Regions from separate parts of the Mus musculus genome. Here regions 1, 2, 4 and 5 are each linked to region 3. Evidence: chromatin contacts called from public HiChIP or PLAC-seq and promoter capture Hi-C data. All regions are on one chromosome and are shown on one strand. Each heading gives the region's core, a stretch centred on a gene start, on an enhancer-like site or on the middle of the called end of the contact. The rest is flanking DNA. Distances are from core to core; before and after follow the strand shown. Region 1 has its middle 14 kb from the start of 5830411N06Rik. Region 2 holds the start of Taldo1 (transaldolase 1). Region 3 holds the start of Zfp941 (zinc finger protein 941). Region 4 holds the start of Eps8l2 (EPS8-like 2). Region 5 holds the start of Gatd1 (glutamine amidotransferase like class 1 domain containing 1).

Region 1 (2,700 bases), core at 64-2,563, 590 kb after region 3:
TGGTGTTGTGGGTATCTGGTGGTAGTCAGCCGACTGTGCGCCCTAGCTACCCCGGTGCTGCTGGGACCGCAAGGGGCTTGTGCCCCTACTCAGACCTGGTTTTTGCTTCCCTGACTAATGCAGTCTCAAGTCCCGCGCAATTGGATTGGAGCAGATGCTGTGTTCCACTCACCAGAAGTCTTAAGATCGCTTGGCGGGTGTTGTGGGTAGCTGGAGGTAGTCAGCCAACTCTGCGCCCCAGCAACACAGGTGCTGCTCAGACCGGAAGGAGTGCTGGCCCTTTAATGCACTCCAACAGTTTACAGATGGTGTAGATTTTGTGGGCCAACTCAAAGCCCTGTATCTAGGCATGGGTGGTAGCTGAGCTGGTCAACCTACTGGCTCTTTCATATCGACATCACCAGGGCCAGCTCCACTGTGCTGTCCAGGGGGAGGTGCAGGGCCCATTTACTCAAGGGCTGCAGCCAACGAGGGGCAGAGCCAGTTCTCCCACTCTCATGACTTTGGAAGCAGCTCCCTTGACTGCTGAAGGTGGTGAGGGGCAAAGGGTGGCTTTGAGGTTGGTGAGAGGTTGGGTGCTGCAGCCAGTGAGGGGTGGGGTCAGTTCTGCACAGTTTCCCAGGGAGAGTAGGGTAATGGAGAGGGTATATGGAAGTATGTATTCCCACAGGGGTTCATCTGTCGAGAAGGTCAGACACAGTGGCCGTTAGTAGATAGGCAATGGATGGAGGTGGACATGGTAGTGTGATCACGGGCTGTTTTGACATCACCTCTAAACTAGTGCCGCATCAAGGCAGACAATTTGGCAGGGTCAGTTTTCCCATGCTCACACCGTCAGGGCCTGGCTTATCCACACTCCTGCCACCAGGGCCAGCTCTACTGTGCTGCCTGGGTGAGGTGCAGGGCTTGCTCTTCCAAGTGCTGCAGTTGGTGAGAGGTTGGGTGCTACAGCCAGTGAGGGGTGGGGTCAGTTCTGCACAGCCCTTGGTCCCAGGCAGCTGCCCAGATCAGGGACATCTGTATGGTCTCTAATGGTAATATGAGCCACATTGATACTGATCCCTGCTGCTGCATAACCATGGACCTAGACATGGTCCACAGTGGCAACAAGGGATGGGACCTCACCATGGCCTCAGATAGCAGGGCTGGCTATTCCTCTTCACCCTCATGGCTCCAGTTCCATCTCTCTTCATAGTGTTCAAACTGTTCCGCTTCTCTTTCTCTCCCATCTGTCTACCACATAAGTGCATACTATAATGACTCCTGGTGTGGGTGGGCCATGTGACTGATGGGTTCTCTGGGGGATCTCTGCCCACACCACATGGCATGATGGCAGGCAGGCCTCTGTGTGTCTACAGCCTGCCACGCGGCAGCAGGCAGGTCTTGGAGCATCTTTCCCTGTTCCTGCCATGTGTCATAGCAGTGGGCAGGTCTCTCAACTCTGTGGCTTTTAGCTGAGCTGCACTCCATCCTCATTGTTCTAACATCATATTGAGAAAAGCTCAGTAGTCAAAAAAGCAGGCTTTTTTGTCAAATGAACTGAGAGGACTCAACTTACTCCATTTTAGAACAGGCAGCCATATTAGGCCTTAAGCTTCAGTTTCCCAAGGAAGCTGGCAAGGCTTCTTGGGGAAACAAAAACAAAAACAAAACAAACAACAAAACAATGGGCAGTTAAGAAAGAGATAGCCAGCTCAAGGTCTGAGACAGTTCCTGGAATTTCTCTAAGGCCTAACCAAAAAATTGGTAAAGTGAATATAGCGATCAATTAAATACGCACAATTAATGCAACTGCTGCTTACCTAGCCAATCATATTTAAAATGACCTAACTAGCCAGGCAGAGGTGGCACAGGCCTTTTATCCCAACACGTGGGAGGCAGAGCCAGGCAGATTTCTGAGTTCAAGGTTAGCCTGTTCTACAGAGTGAGTTCCAGGACAGCCAGGGCTACACAGAGAAACCCAGTCTCAAAAAAACAAAAAGCCACCAAACCCAGACACCATTGCATACGCCAGCAAGATTTTGTTGAAAGGACCATGATATACCTGTCTCGTATGAGGCTATACCAGTGCCTGGCAAATACAGAAGTGGATGCTCACAGTCATCTATTGGATGGAACACAGGGCTCCTAATGGAGGAGCTAGAGAAAGTACCCAAGGAGCTGAAGGGGTCTACAACCCTATAGGTAGAACAACAATATGAACTAACCAGTATCCCCAGAGCTTGTGTCTCTAGTTGCTTATGTAGCAGAAGATGGCCTAGTCAGCCATCATTGGGAAGAGAGGCGCCTTGGTCTTGCAAACTTTATATGCCCCAGTACAGCAGAACGCCAGGGCCAAAGAGTGGGAGTGGGTGAGTAGGGGAGCAGGGCGGGGGGAGGGTATAGGGAACTTTCAGGGTAGCATTTGAAATGTAAATAAAGAAAATATCTAATAAAAATATATATAAAAACAAAAATAAACAAACAAACAAAATGACCTAACCATCCCTAAAATTCCCCTCGCTATGCTTAAAAGGAGCCTTCGAGCTCATCTGGCAGTCACCATTTTGGATGAATGGCTGACCCCTGCATCCTGGCTGTTTCTGCAGAATAAACACTCTTTGCTTTTGCACACTATTTGAGTCTGAGGTCTTCCTTTAGCAATTCTTGGACCCTTACAAACAATCCTGTGAAGTATTGGAATGTCCACTGACTCTGAGC
Region 2 (2,700 bases), core at 25-2,524, 570 kb before region 3:
TTTGAGACAGGCTCTTACTATGTAGCTCAGGCTAGCCTGGAACCATGTAGCCCAGGCTGGCCTCCAACTCATAAAGATGTGCCTGCCTCTGCCTCCCAAATGCAGGTGTGAGCTACCATGCCTGTCTCTTGCTCTCTTCACAAACATTAGCCGGTAAACTCTGCACTACACACACAGTGGAAAAACCTTAGGACTCCCAGATGGATTTCTGGAAGCTGACGAACACAGCTTGTGTCAGACGGGTTTGCTATTAGACCCACATCAAGTCTGTCCTTTATAGCTAAGCAGCCCAAATATGCCTAATCACTCTCTGCGACTCTCTGAGAGATAAACAATGCACTTACTCATGAGGAATTAAAGCCTGTTTCTCAAGTCACCGTGAGAAAGCAGAAAAGAGCAGAAGTGCTTTTGTACTGAGCTCACACGGAGCATTTCCTGAAAGTCTTTCTCACAGCACATGTGAGATCACCTCCACCACCCTCCAAGGATGAGAGCAAGACTAACAGCACAAGTCTTTCCACCTGTTTTCCGCGTCCCTACCAAGTCCAGGAAAATCTGAGTACTGGAGCTGCGCATGGTGGCACTGCCTGATCCAGCACTAAGGCTAAGATAGAAGGATTACCAGGAGTTCCAGAACAGCCTGTGGCTACACTGTGAGACCCAGTCTCAAAAGAGAAGGAAGTATGACAATGATAACCATTTGATTTAGTGTGTGCAACTGGTCTGACTCCAGCCATGCTGTGTACTGCCCATAGAGAGTAACCAGCTGCATGTGGAAAACCAGTGCAACAGGCTGCAAAAAGCAGATGGTGTCCAGTCTTGCAGACTGCACTGGCTCCAAAGTTGAGCCTGTGTCATCGTAGGGAATTGGGAGTAGGGGTGGGGGCACCCCGGGTCAGGGAGACTTTCTCGGACTACCTCTACCCACCGAGGCTTCGCGCCGGGCTCCCAGGGTCACCAATAGCCCAGGAGCTATTGATCCTTGAAGGTTCCGCAAACTCACCAATCCCAGCTCCAGCGCCCGCGAGGCCCCGCCCCTGACACCCACACCGGTGCTGGTTCCAAAATTGGGGGCGCAGCAGCTTAAATAGGGCGCATGCACCGCGTCCTCTTACCATTGAAATCACCCGTGTCGGCCACCACGGTGGTGAACTGCTTGAGCTGGTCCAAGGCGGACTCCATCCTCTGGCGCTTTACCGGGGACCCCGACATGGCGAAACGCGAACAGCTGAGGCGGTAGCCGGTGCGTGCTAACCCACAATGCCCCGCGCGTCCTGGCCAATCAAAGCAAAGCTAAATGAAGCCTGACGACGAGCCCCGCCCATGTACTTGGAGACCTTGCCATAGACCACGCCCCGTGTCACGGTCGGAGTTCTCTTCCCCAGTAGCGAGTGGTTAGTTTCTACCAGTCCAAGGAGAGTGGATTCTTTGTACCCCTCTAGAGCTCGGATGCGTAGAATGAACAGACAACGGATTCTACTGAGACGCGCGCTCAGTAAGCCTCAGACCCCACGGACTACGGATGGATGGGTGGCAGCGCTCTCGCTCCACACCCATGCTAATCCTTGAGCGGGTCCTTGCCTCCAACTGTGCATTCCCTACAGGGGCTTCAGAAGTGCACCCTTTCTCCAGCTGTGGGACTCCCCTACTCCCAGTTTAGGGACTGGGAGCTGCGCCCTCTCTGCTGATCGCGATAAGTCAAGCTCGGTGCAGCCCCTGCTTACAGGCAGACAAGCTAAAGCACAGTCTGAGAATCAATACAGGTGTATGGCCCCATGGGCGACTTCTGGCAAAGCCACCAGTTTCCGCTTCCCAGATGGAGTGGTTCTGGTGTTGCCTTAAGCTGCTGGGTGATCCTTCCCTTGCCCATGATTTTGCATCTCCCCTGGCTGGAAGTCTGTCTGGAATAAGCAGCAGTTTGAGAAAGTTGAGATGGGGAATTGAATCTTCAGTCATGAATAAAAATAGTAAGGGCAGTTTCTTTTACAGTGTTCCCATTATTGATTTGCAGTTCTTTGAATATGCTGGCTCAAGCTATTACACATATATGTGTATGCCGGATATTTTCTGTTAATATTTTGTTTACCACTCGTCTTAGTTTGCTTTCTATTGCTGTGATAAACACCACCACCCAAAGCAACTAGGCGAGGTTGATTGTACCTTACCCTCCCAAGTAACAATCTATCACTCAAGGACTGCAAGAAAGGCGCCTGGAGAAAACTTCTCACCGGCTTGCCTCCCTTGGTTTGCACAGCCTCCTTTCTTTACAGCCCTGAACTTCCAGGACCACCTGCTCAGGGATGGCACCACTCACCGTGGTGCTATGGGCTTTCCCTTATCAATCATTAATCTTAAAATTAATTTTTTCTTAAAAACGGAGCCAGGCAAGGTGGTACAGACCTTTAATCCCAGCATTCTGGAGGCAGTGGCAGGTGGATTCAAGGCCAGCCTGGTTTACATAGGGAGCTCCAGACTCGCCAAAGGGAAAAAGCCTTGCCGACTGACTTGCTAATCTTGAGGACAGAGGCATTCTCTCATTCGAAGTTCCCTCCTCCTGCAAAATCCGAGCTGTGTCAAGTTGACAAAAAAAAGTAACCAACACACTTTTTTTTTTTTTTTTTTTTTTTTTAGTATCTTTTAAAAATAGATTTTTCTTTGAAAGGAGACTGGCCTTGAACTCTTGGTCTTCCTGCCCCTGCC
Region 3 (2,700 bases), core at 93-2,592:
CCTCACATTGTATATGTGGTGGGCATTCCTGCATTGAGGGATTGCCTCTCACGTCAAAGCTTAAGTTGCTTCCCGATAAAACAGTACTCCCAAATCACTTTTTATCAAAATAGTATTACTGATTTTTCACTTGGGTCCACATGGAGTAAATGCAGAGTAAATCAAAGCCTGGCAGTTCTGCTTTGAATTTGTATCTACCCCCTTTACACATCGCTTAGCGTTTACAATGTCCTGTTCCAGCTCCCAAGTCCCACTGGAATTCTTTGAATTCTAGAAACTACAGGACTGATAAATACCTCTAGGGAATAAAAATTACTTCCAAACAATTGAGGGCGCCTAGGATAGACCATCTCCAAATGCGGGCAGTTGAGGTTCTATAGAGAAGCAAGAGTCATAATGCAAACCAGATTGGTCTGCTAAGACCACCTTGCAGAACCCAAACTGATCATCAACCCAACCATACTTGACTACTAGGGATGATTAATTATACACACCGGCAGTGTCCTCTCCCTATTTCTCTCTAGTTAAACCTACATCTCACAAAGGCAGTCTTCAGGGACCACTGGAACCCTTATCATCTGGAAGAACAACCAGTGCTCCTAACCTATGAGCCATCTCTCCAGCCCCTTGTTTTATGTGAGTGCCCAGGGAATATGTGCACTTAAGTGCAGTGCTGGGGGAGGCCAGAAGTGGGCTGGAGGCATAGGCAGCTATGAGTCGGCTGGGTGCCAGGAACAGACCTAAGGTCCTCTGGAAGAACGAGTACTAGTTCTTAACCTCAGAAGCCGCCTCTTCTGAGCTTTCTAACATTTACTCTCTAGTTGTGTACTAGAACACTGTAACACCAGAGACTGGAAAGGTTAAGTGAATTTTAAAGATAGCGATCATTATATTCTTCTGTGTGAATATTTACAGATCATTTACATATCAATAAGTTGATATGACTATTTAAAGTTAAATTAAAATGCCATTTGATGGGCTTAAAGGTAACTATCATTATATTCCTCTGTATGAATATTTACAGATCAGTTACATATCAATAAATTGATAATGACTATGTAAAGTTAAATTAAAATGTCTTTTGATGGGCTATGTCCTCCTGGTGGAAAATTTGCCTTTAACATAGCTGCTGACAGAAGTCCTGGGCTCAATCCACCCAAACCAAATTGAAATTGAAACCCAAACCCAATGCAAAACAGATCAACAGCAATCATTTATTGCCATCCTAAGGTAGAGGAATTGGGCCTGGAGCCCTGTCCAATCAGAGGTGTTGTTTGATAACTGTCCAATTAGGAACGTGGCCAGAGCGGTGGGCAGGCTCTCAAAACCTCGCGTGCTTTCGCTGGAGCTGGCCATCTTTGGCACCTTTGGGAGCTCCTGCTGTTCTGCAGCAGAGGCACTGACGTTGTTAGGTGCTTTGTCATCCTGTGATCTGGTCCCAGAGGCACGCGTAGGGGCCCGGGATACTATAGAAGCGAGGAGATGGTGAGTGTCTGCCTGACGTCCTGGCGGGATCCAGCCTCCACAGGTCTCCCTGGAGGCTGCCCCAGGGTAGCGGGGGTTCCAACTCTCCTCCGTTTTGGGGCGGGGCTGTGCAGACAGTGGGGACTCTGGGTCTCGTCTGGTCCTTTTGCAGGGTGGTGCTAGGCGGACAGTGGGTCCCTGGTAAAGCTGTTAGTTGCCCACCCTGCGTAGTGTGCTCAGATCCTGCTGAGCGAGCCATCTCTGGGCGGCTGTGTTCCTGCCATACACTTCAGATGTGCTGATCACCGTGATCTCAGGGAAGGATTCCTATTGGCTGGCTTGTGTGGTTTCCATCAGCAGCTGGGCAAGAAAGATCCTGGAGCCAGATGCTGCTTTCTGCCATTTTGTTCTACATAGCTGATGAAAACTTGGTTAATGCGCAGTCGGCCAAATTTTCCACTATATTGATAACTGCTTTTTTCTTTATCTTGTGGAATTAACATTTTTATTGTTATTTTAGGTATACGCATGCACACACGCAAATGTGACGTGCTTGTGGATGAGGTCATTGGATCTGTTGGATCAGGGGTGGCAGTTGTGAGTCACCTGACATGGGCAATGGGAGCCAAACTGGTTCTCTGTAAGAACAGCAAGGGATTTTTAACCACTGATCCATCTCTCAAGCTTGGGGATTCCTTAAGTATCCTGCATAAATCATTATATTTGATTCAGAAGCTTTTAAAGTTCTGTGCTTGTTTTGCTTTTGAGAATGAAGGCTCACATTTATGGAAGGTACTGGCTGTACTCGTGAAGGGCCTGAAGCAGACCTTTGTGGGCAGCTTTTCATTGTAGCACATTTTCTTGTCATAGATATACACTCCTTTCTTTTATTTTTCAGGAAAAAAAAATCATATATTCCCAAGTGTCTTAAAAATCCAAAATATAGCTCAAAACAAATAGTTAATAAACAATAGGAAAAAAATTGAAAAAAGTGTAAGACTCAGATGTTGCTCTTAATTTGCGTTGTTAGGTGTGTGCATATTAATAGTGTCTGAAAAGAAAGCAAACCATAATTTTCAAATAGATTAGTAAGGGTTTTTTTTTTTTTTTGACAGTGTGTTTCCTTTTTTCTTTCTTCCTTTCTCTCTTTCTTTCTTTTTTTTTTTGTTTTTCGAGACAGGGTTTCTCTGTATAGCCCTGGCTGTCCTGGAACTCACTTTGTAGACCAGGCTGGCT
Region 4 (2,700 bases), core at 3-2,502, 520 kb before region 3:
AACTGGCTCCAAGTTCAAATTCCAGCTCTCCACACTGAGTGACCTTGGGGAGGGGTCGGCTTAGTCACCTGGGCTCTTGGCTCTCCTTGTGGGAGCTGGGTGTGGTCCTGGAATGGGAAGGGGGAGTCCCTTAGGACCTGGCTGGGTCCTAATCTGGGGACAAAGTTCAGGAATCATCAGGTGGGAGCAACAGAGGCTGAGATGAACCAGAAAGTTGTTCGTGGGAAGGGATGGGTGCATCTGAAGAGACCCAGGCAGGCTGGGAGGGAGCAATGGGCAAAGCAGCCCTAGATAATAGACAGCTCCAGGAGAAGTCCACGCACAAAGTAGGATCACTGAGAGTCTAGGGTGGGAAAGGCCCCAGAAGTGCCCTGTCTCCTCAGCAGCCAAGGAGGGCTGCACAGGGGACATAGCAAAGGTGGGCTGTGGACATGTTTTGCCCTTTTCTGCCTCCAGCGATAGTTTTGTGTAGTACCGCAGACTTCTCGGTCCCGGGCAAGCTATGGATGTTCATAGCCCCTCCCACCAACTGATCCCCAACCCCCACATCTATCCCCATCTCCCACCCTCATCCCCTGAGAGGCCACACTTCAACTTTGACCTGAAGACTGACTGACTCAGCCTGATGTTTCCCAGGCTCTGGGTTTCTTTTGAGCTCAAACAGCCAGGAAAAGGCCAACCTTTAGGCCCTGGGTGGTATGTCAGGTCAGATCCTGAAGGAGGTCCAGCCTGCTGGATGAAGGCCCTCCCTTCCTCACCACCTCTCTTGTCAACTGCCAGGTTCCCCTCATCCGCCCCAGGGCTGGGAGGGGGCCGGGACCAGGGCGAGTGAGTCACACACCGCTGGCTTAAAAATATCACGAACCACTGGCCACCACCCGCTGGACCGACCGGGCTTTAACCGAGCGGTTCTTGTGCTAAAAGCCCAAGGAAGGGTCAGGCCCAGCCTCTCCCCCAAGTTTCTACGTCCCACGCCACACCCGCAGCCCCCCTAGCCAAGGCTTAGCTGTCCTGAGTCCGGAGATCCGATCCGGGCCATCCCAAACCTCACTCTCAGGTGCTCTCAGCTCTCTGTTCTGGCTTGCCTTCCAAACCAAGCGCCCAGACCCAGAGTCCCGAGCGAGAGCTCCACATCTCACGGCCATTCTGGGAAACTGAGGCTCAGATTGGCAAATTCCCTGGCTGAAGTGCTCACCTGCGCTCCGTCCCTCAGCGCCTGTGCTTGGTTAGGCCCCTCGGTCAGCTTGTCCGCCGTCTGTCTGTCAGAGCCTCTGGAGCTCCCTCTCCCGGGACAGGCGGGACCTCTGCTGGGCCGGATAGGCCGGGGCGGGGCTGTGCGAGGAGGAACCTGAGCGACAGGTTACCGAGTCACCCGGGAGTGGGCACGAGGGAGCCTGAAGGAAGGGGGCGGGCCCGGGCACCATTCCCCCCCACCACACCAACTGTGGTTCTGCCTCCCTGCCTGCCTCTGACTGCCCTCCCAGCGGTCCCCAAAGCACCTGGGGCCCCTTTGCAGCTGGCCCCGGAGAACAGGGTGCGGCCCCAGCTGCTCTAACTGGCCAAGCTGCAGTAGCAGATGGGGACATGGGCCTGCCTGCAGGGGCAGTACTGGATGAAGCCTATGAGTGCTGCAGCCTTGGGGAAGTCTCAATCAAGCCGCCATCAGGTACCCTCCACCCCAAGTAGCACCGGGACAGAGCTCTTTAGTGGTTTAGTCCTGGGGCATTGGGTCCAAGGCTTTTTGAGTTTGGGAGCTTTCAGCTCCTGGTGGGGGCCCCTCCCTCCTTCACATACAGGAGTTCTTAAAGTCCCCATCCACTAGAGCATCTCCTGAGGGATGAGCTATCTCTAGAAGAGGGTACCTGTCTCCACCATGTTGACAACCCCCCTCAAAGCTACTCTGCCCACCTTGCTATTTGACATCTTGGGGCAGGGTTGGGTGAATTTAGATCAGCCAATTAGCTGGCTAGGAGGAAATAAACAAGAGTTGTGGCCTGCTAGCCAAGGTACTGCCCTTATGTGAACAGGGACCCTAAGGCCCCGGCTATTGTTCCCAGAGTTGGGGCAGAGGAAGTGGGTGCTGCCAGGAAGTCAGGGTCCCAGGCTACAGCCTCAGAAGGGCAGGGCCCTGGCACATTTCTCCTGGGCCCTGGACAGTTAGCACTTCCTGGGGTACTGAGGGCCAACAGCAGTTTTTAGCCTGGCTTGTTGCCCACTTGACACACTTTGGGACATCACAGGTGAGCTGGACAGAGGAGTGGCAGAAGTGGACCCCAAGCCCAGCTCTTGATGAACCCCAGAGAGGCTTCCTGGTTCATAGCCCTTACTGCTGATCTCACAGAACTGGTCCAATCTTGCTCTGCCTGTGACCTCGCCCTGGCCCAGCAAGCAGGGGTCAAGTGGTCAGCTGTGTAATGGGAGGAGCAGGCTTATGTGTGTGCTCTGACATTCCTGGGCAGAGCTAGGGATGGGTAAAGGGTGGAAAACATGCAATGCAACTCAGGGATGGCTCCTTTGTGCTGCTGGCGGTCAGTCTTCATAACCTTTGCTGTGAGGCAGCCCAAGCTGGTGGTGGTAACTGATGTCCACTCTGGGTCACATGGAGTGAATGCCACTTCCATGTGGCCAGTAAGAACAGGGGAGTGGCTGAGCCCTCCAGACCCACCGGCCTTAGCCCATTCTGCCTACCCAGGCTATACT
Region 5 (2,700 bases), core at 47-2,546, 590 kb before region 3:
CCTTGTAAGACTTTTATGCAAATGTTTAATCCTTTCCACCTAGTAAAAGCTTTGTTTACCCAAAGGTGTATTTCTCTATACTAGCCTGGAACAGTGATTCTCCTTCAGTCAGGGACTGCTTTCCCCTCCTCCATTTCTTGTATGTTGAGTCTTTCCCGACTAGTTAATAAGATTGTGAGGTCGGACTCCAGTCAGTGGGCAAAAGAAACAGCCACCACCTGAGTTAAAACAAAATCAAATGCTCTTCCTGTCTTGGGGTGCTGTTCACCATTTTCTCCAGCACACTCTTCCTCAAGGGTAAAATTTGCCCTGTCTATACATTTCCCTGGAATGGTAGTCTCTTTACAAAATTATATCTAATACCTGGGCGTTGAATTCAATATAAATACTTTTCTCCACAAGACTCAAGCTTACTGCTGGCTCTGCCACTTCTGGTGCCTTAATGTTACTCTGGAGGCAGCACAAAGGTGGAACTGTGTGAGTATGTGGACACTAGCCAATCTGACCCCTTCAATTTCAGGGTTTCATGTCAATAGATGGGGATTTAATAAGGATGGCTAGTCAAGCTTGTGGCTTGTGAATCTTCAAAAGTCGCCACTCAGACAACACACAATCCTGGGCTCCAGGTTCCTTTTCCTAAGCCCCAGCAGGAGTCCCACAGAAGTAAATCGCTTTAGATACAGGTTGGCCTCCCCAATCTGGTCTTTTCCTCAGGAAACTCAACAGAACCTCCAGAGGCGTCCACAGCTCAGGAAGTGACATTCCATCCTCTATAGGAACATACAAAACTCAACCGACCCAGGTATCTTCTGGATCTTCACAAACCGGCAGAGGAAGACCCGCCCACATACGACCCAACTCTGTGCCCCTCACCCTGTCCGCCCGACCGGTCATCGCTCCCTGACACACTTAGCCAGGCTCAACTTTCGGGCAAAGGCCCAAGGCGTAGTAGCTCTGTGGTAGACTCGGACTCGGAAACATCTACCCGGCCCACTGGGTTTAATTGATGTGCCCTAGGGCCACAAGTCTGTACCGGTGGCTTCCAATCAGGAAACGACCACTCAGGGACCCAGGGCGTATCCTCCCCCGCCTCCGCCTCCAACCCCCGCCCCGCTCCGCCCCGCTCCGCCCCCGCTCAGTCCCCGCCCCTCGCATGCTTGCCACTCAACCACTACCCCATGCGCATGCGCAAACTGCCCCCATCTTCACTCAATTTCCGCGTTGTTTCTCCCACCCCACCTTGCACCCTGCCGGCGAGCCCCGCCCTTCGTGCCTCACGCATGCGCATTCCGCTCTCTGCAGGCGAGCCCCGCCCCGCCCCATCCCTCGCACAAATATCCGCCTGGGCTGTAGCCATGGCGTCCGAGCGGCTGCCAAGCAGGCCTGCGTGTCTCCTGGTGGCCAGCGGCGCTTCCGAAGGTGAGGCGCGCAGGGCAGCTGTGTAGCTCACTGGCCTGCAGTCCTGACTCTGGGCAAACGTTTGTGTTTGTGGAGTTGAGATTCTGGGACCCTGCATCTGTTTCTCTGGCGCAGGCCTACTATGTTGTCTGCGCTGGCAGACAGGGACGGTCAGCGGCTGCAGAGATGACCCTGCCCCCGAGTGAGCCGCAGGGGCTTGGTACTCTCTCTGCCCGTGTTTTCTGCCTCTCTGTTACCCCCTATCTTGGGTTTATCTTCGTGCACCTCCAGGAAGCGATCCTGAAAGAGGTTGCTCGAAAGAGCTGCATAAAAGGGACCCTCACGCAGAAGGGGTCTGTTGGCTTCATGTTCCAACTGCCCGGTGTGTGTCAGGGGCGCTGGGCAGATGATTACTTCACGGGTCCTTAGGGAACCGACTGGCCCGAGATAGTCTCTGTGGGGAGGTGGAGCCCAGGGCTGCGGCCCGGGGTTTCCCTCTGGATTCCTATAGACCTCTGCAAGTGGGTGTGAGCGCGAGGGTACGTCGGGATCTTGGACTGATGAATTTCTGGGTTCCACACTGAAGCGTCCCAGGTGAGGGTGGGAGGGGCCTGAGGGTGCTGCTCCTCCCTGGAATAGAGGTAAAAGAGAATCTACAGCAGCTCCTAGGTAGGCCTTCCTTGAGAGTCGGAAAGTGAGGGATTGAGAAGCTAAAAATTATCTTTAATCCCAGCACTCAGGAGGCAGAGGCAGATGGATCTCCAGGAGTTTGAGCCCGTCTGGAACTTATATAGCAAGTTCCAGGCTAGCAGGAGTACACAGTGAGGTCTGACTCAAAATATTAACCAAAACAAAATCCACAAGCCAAAAGCCTAGTGTCAGAGTTGGAGGCAGGAGGATAGAGAGGGCAATGGCTACATGAGATGCTGTCTTTAAAAAAATGCTAGGGGGCTGGTGAGAAGGCTCAGCGGATAAGAACACTGACTGCTCTTCCGAAGGTCCTGAGTTCAAATCCCAACAACCTCACAACCATCCTTAACAAGATCTGACTCCCTCTTCTGGAGTGTCTTAAGACCCACAGGGTGTCTTAAGACCAGGATGGGAGAGAGCAACCATTTGGTCTGAAGACAGCTACAATGTACTTATTTATAATAACAAATAAACCTTTGGACTGGAGTGAGCAGAGGTCCTAAATTCAATTCTCAACAACCAGATGAAGGCTCACAACCATCTGTACAGCTTCAGTGTGTACTCATATACATAAAGTAAATAAATAAATCTTTTAAAAAGTGCTAGGATCAA

What was found. Promoter capture Hi-C pulls out the DNA fragments that hold promoters and counts their contacts. HiChIP or PLAC-seq counts read pairs in DNA pulled down with a chosen protein or histone mark.
Region 1: a promoter capture Hi-C map of hippocampal neurons shows a contact between it and region 3, with 15 times the contacts expected there. The contact joins the enhancer-like site here to the promoter of Zfp941 in region 3. A contact is called at or near these places in 4 of 39 promoter capture datasets (embryonic stem cells, hippocampal neurons and stem cell-derived epiblast-like cells), 6 of 115 datasets of contacts at active chromatin or transcription factors (all in embryonic stem cells) and 1 of 9 other capture datasets (embryonic stem cells).
Region 2: a contact with region 3 is called in an H3K4me3 HiChIP or PLAC-seq map of pro-B cells, with 2.7 times the contacts expected there. The contact joins the promoter of Taldo1 here to the promoter of Zfp941 in region 3. A contact is called at or near these places in 5 of 39 promoter capture datasets (hippocampal neurons, liver, pre-B cells and 1 more) and 2 of 115 datasets of contacts at active chromatin or transcription factors (embryonic stem cells and pro-B cells).
Region 4: a promoter capture Hi-C map of the C10 cell line shows a contact between it and region 3. The contact joins the promoter of Eps8l2 here to the promoter of Zfp941 in region 3. A contact is called at or near these places in 5 of 39 promoter capture datasets (the C10 cell line, embryonic stem cells, hippocampal neurons and 1 more).
Region 5: a contact with region 3 is called in a promoter capture Hi-C map of cranial neural crest. The contact joins the promoter of Gatd1 here to the promoter of Zfp941 in region 3. A contact is called at or near these places in 4 of 39 promoter capture datasets (cranial neural crest, hippocampal neurons, pre-B cells and 1 more).

What each region holds. Positions count from the first base shown.
Region 1 is chr7:140,232,519-140,235,218 of GRCm38.p6, reverse strand. No RefSeq gene overlaps it. Among named protein-coding and RNA genes, the nearest start is that of 5830411N06Rik, 14 kb to the left of the region's middle. Within about 2 kb of position 1,313, at least 7 of the 459 cell types and tissues checked have an H3K27ac peak or open chromatin away from gene starts, as enhancers often do. A contact at or near this core is called in hippocampal neurons, where this site is marked.
Region 2 is chr7:141,390,734-141,393,433 of GRCm38.p6, reverse strand. Taldo1 (transaldolase 1) reads right to left here and starts at 1,274. Exons shown (of 8, transcript NM_011528.4): 1 at 1,116-1,274. The coding sequence starts at 1,212.
Region 3 is chr7:140,820,820-140,823,519 of GRCm38.p6, reverse strand. Zfp941 (zinc finger protein 941) reads left to right here and starts at 1,342. Exons shown (of 3, transcript NM_001001180.2): 1 at 1,342-1,485. The coding sequence starts at 1,483.
Region 4 is chr7:141,337,554-141,340,253 of GRCm38.p6, reverse strand. It overlaps Eps8l2 (EPS8-like 2), which reads right to left and starts at 1,252. Exons shown (of 21, transcript NM_133191.2): 1 at 1,196-1,252. It also overlaps a transcript of Deaf1 not described here.
Region 5 is chr7:141,412,721-141,415,420 of GRCm38.p6, reverse strand. It overlaps Gatd1 (glutamine amidotransferase like class 1 domain containing 1), which reads left to right and starts at 1,296. Exons shown (of 8, transcript NM_172116.4): 1 at 1,296-1,419. The coding sequence starts at 1,356.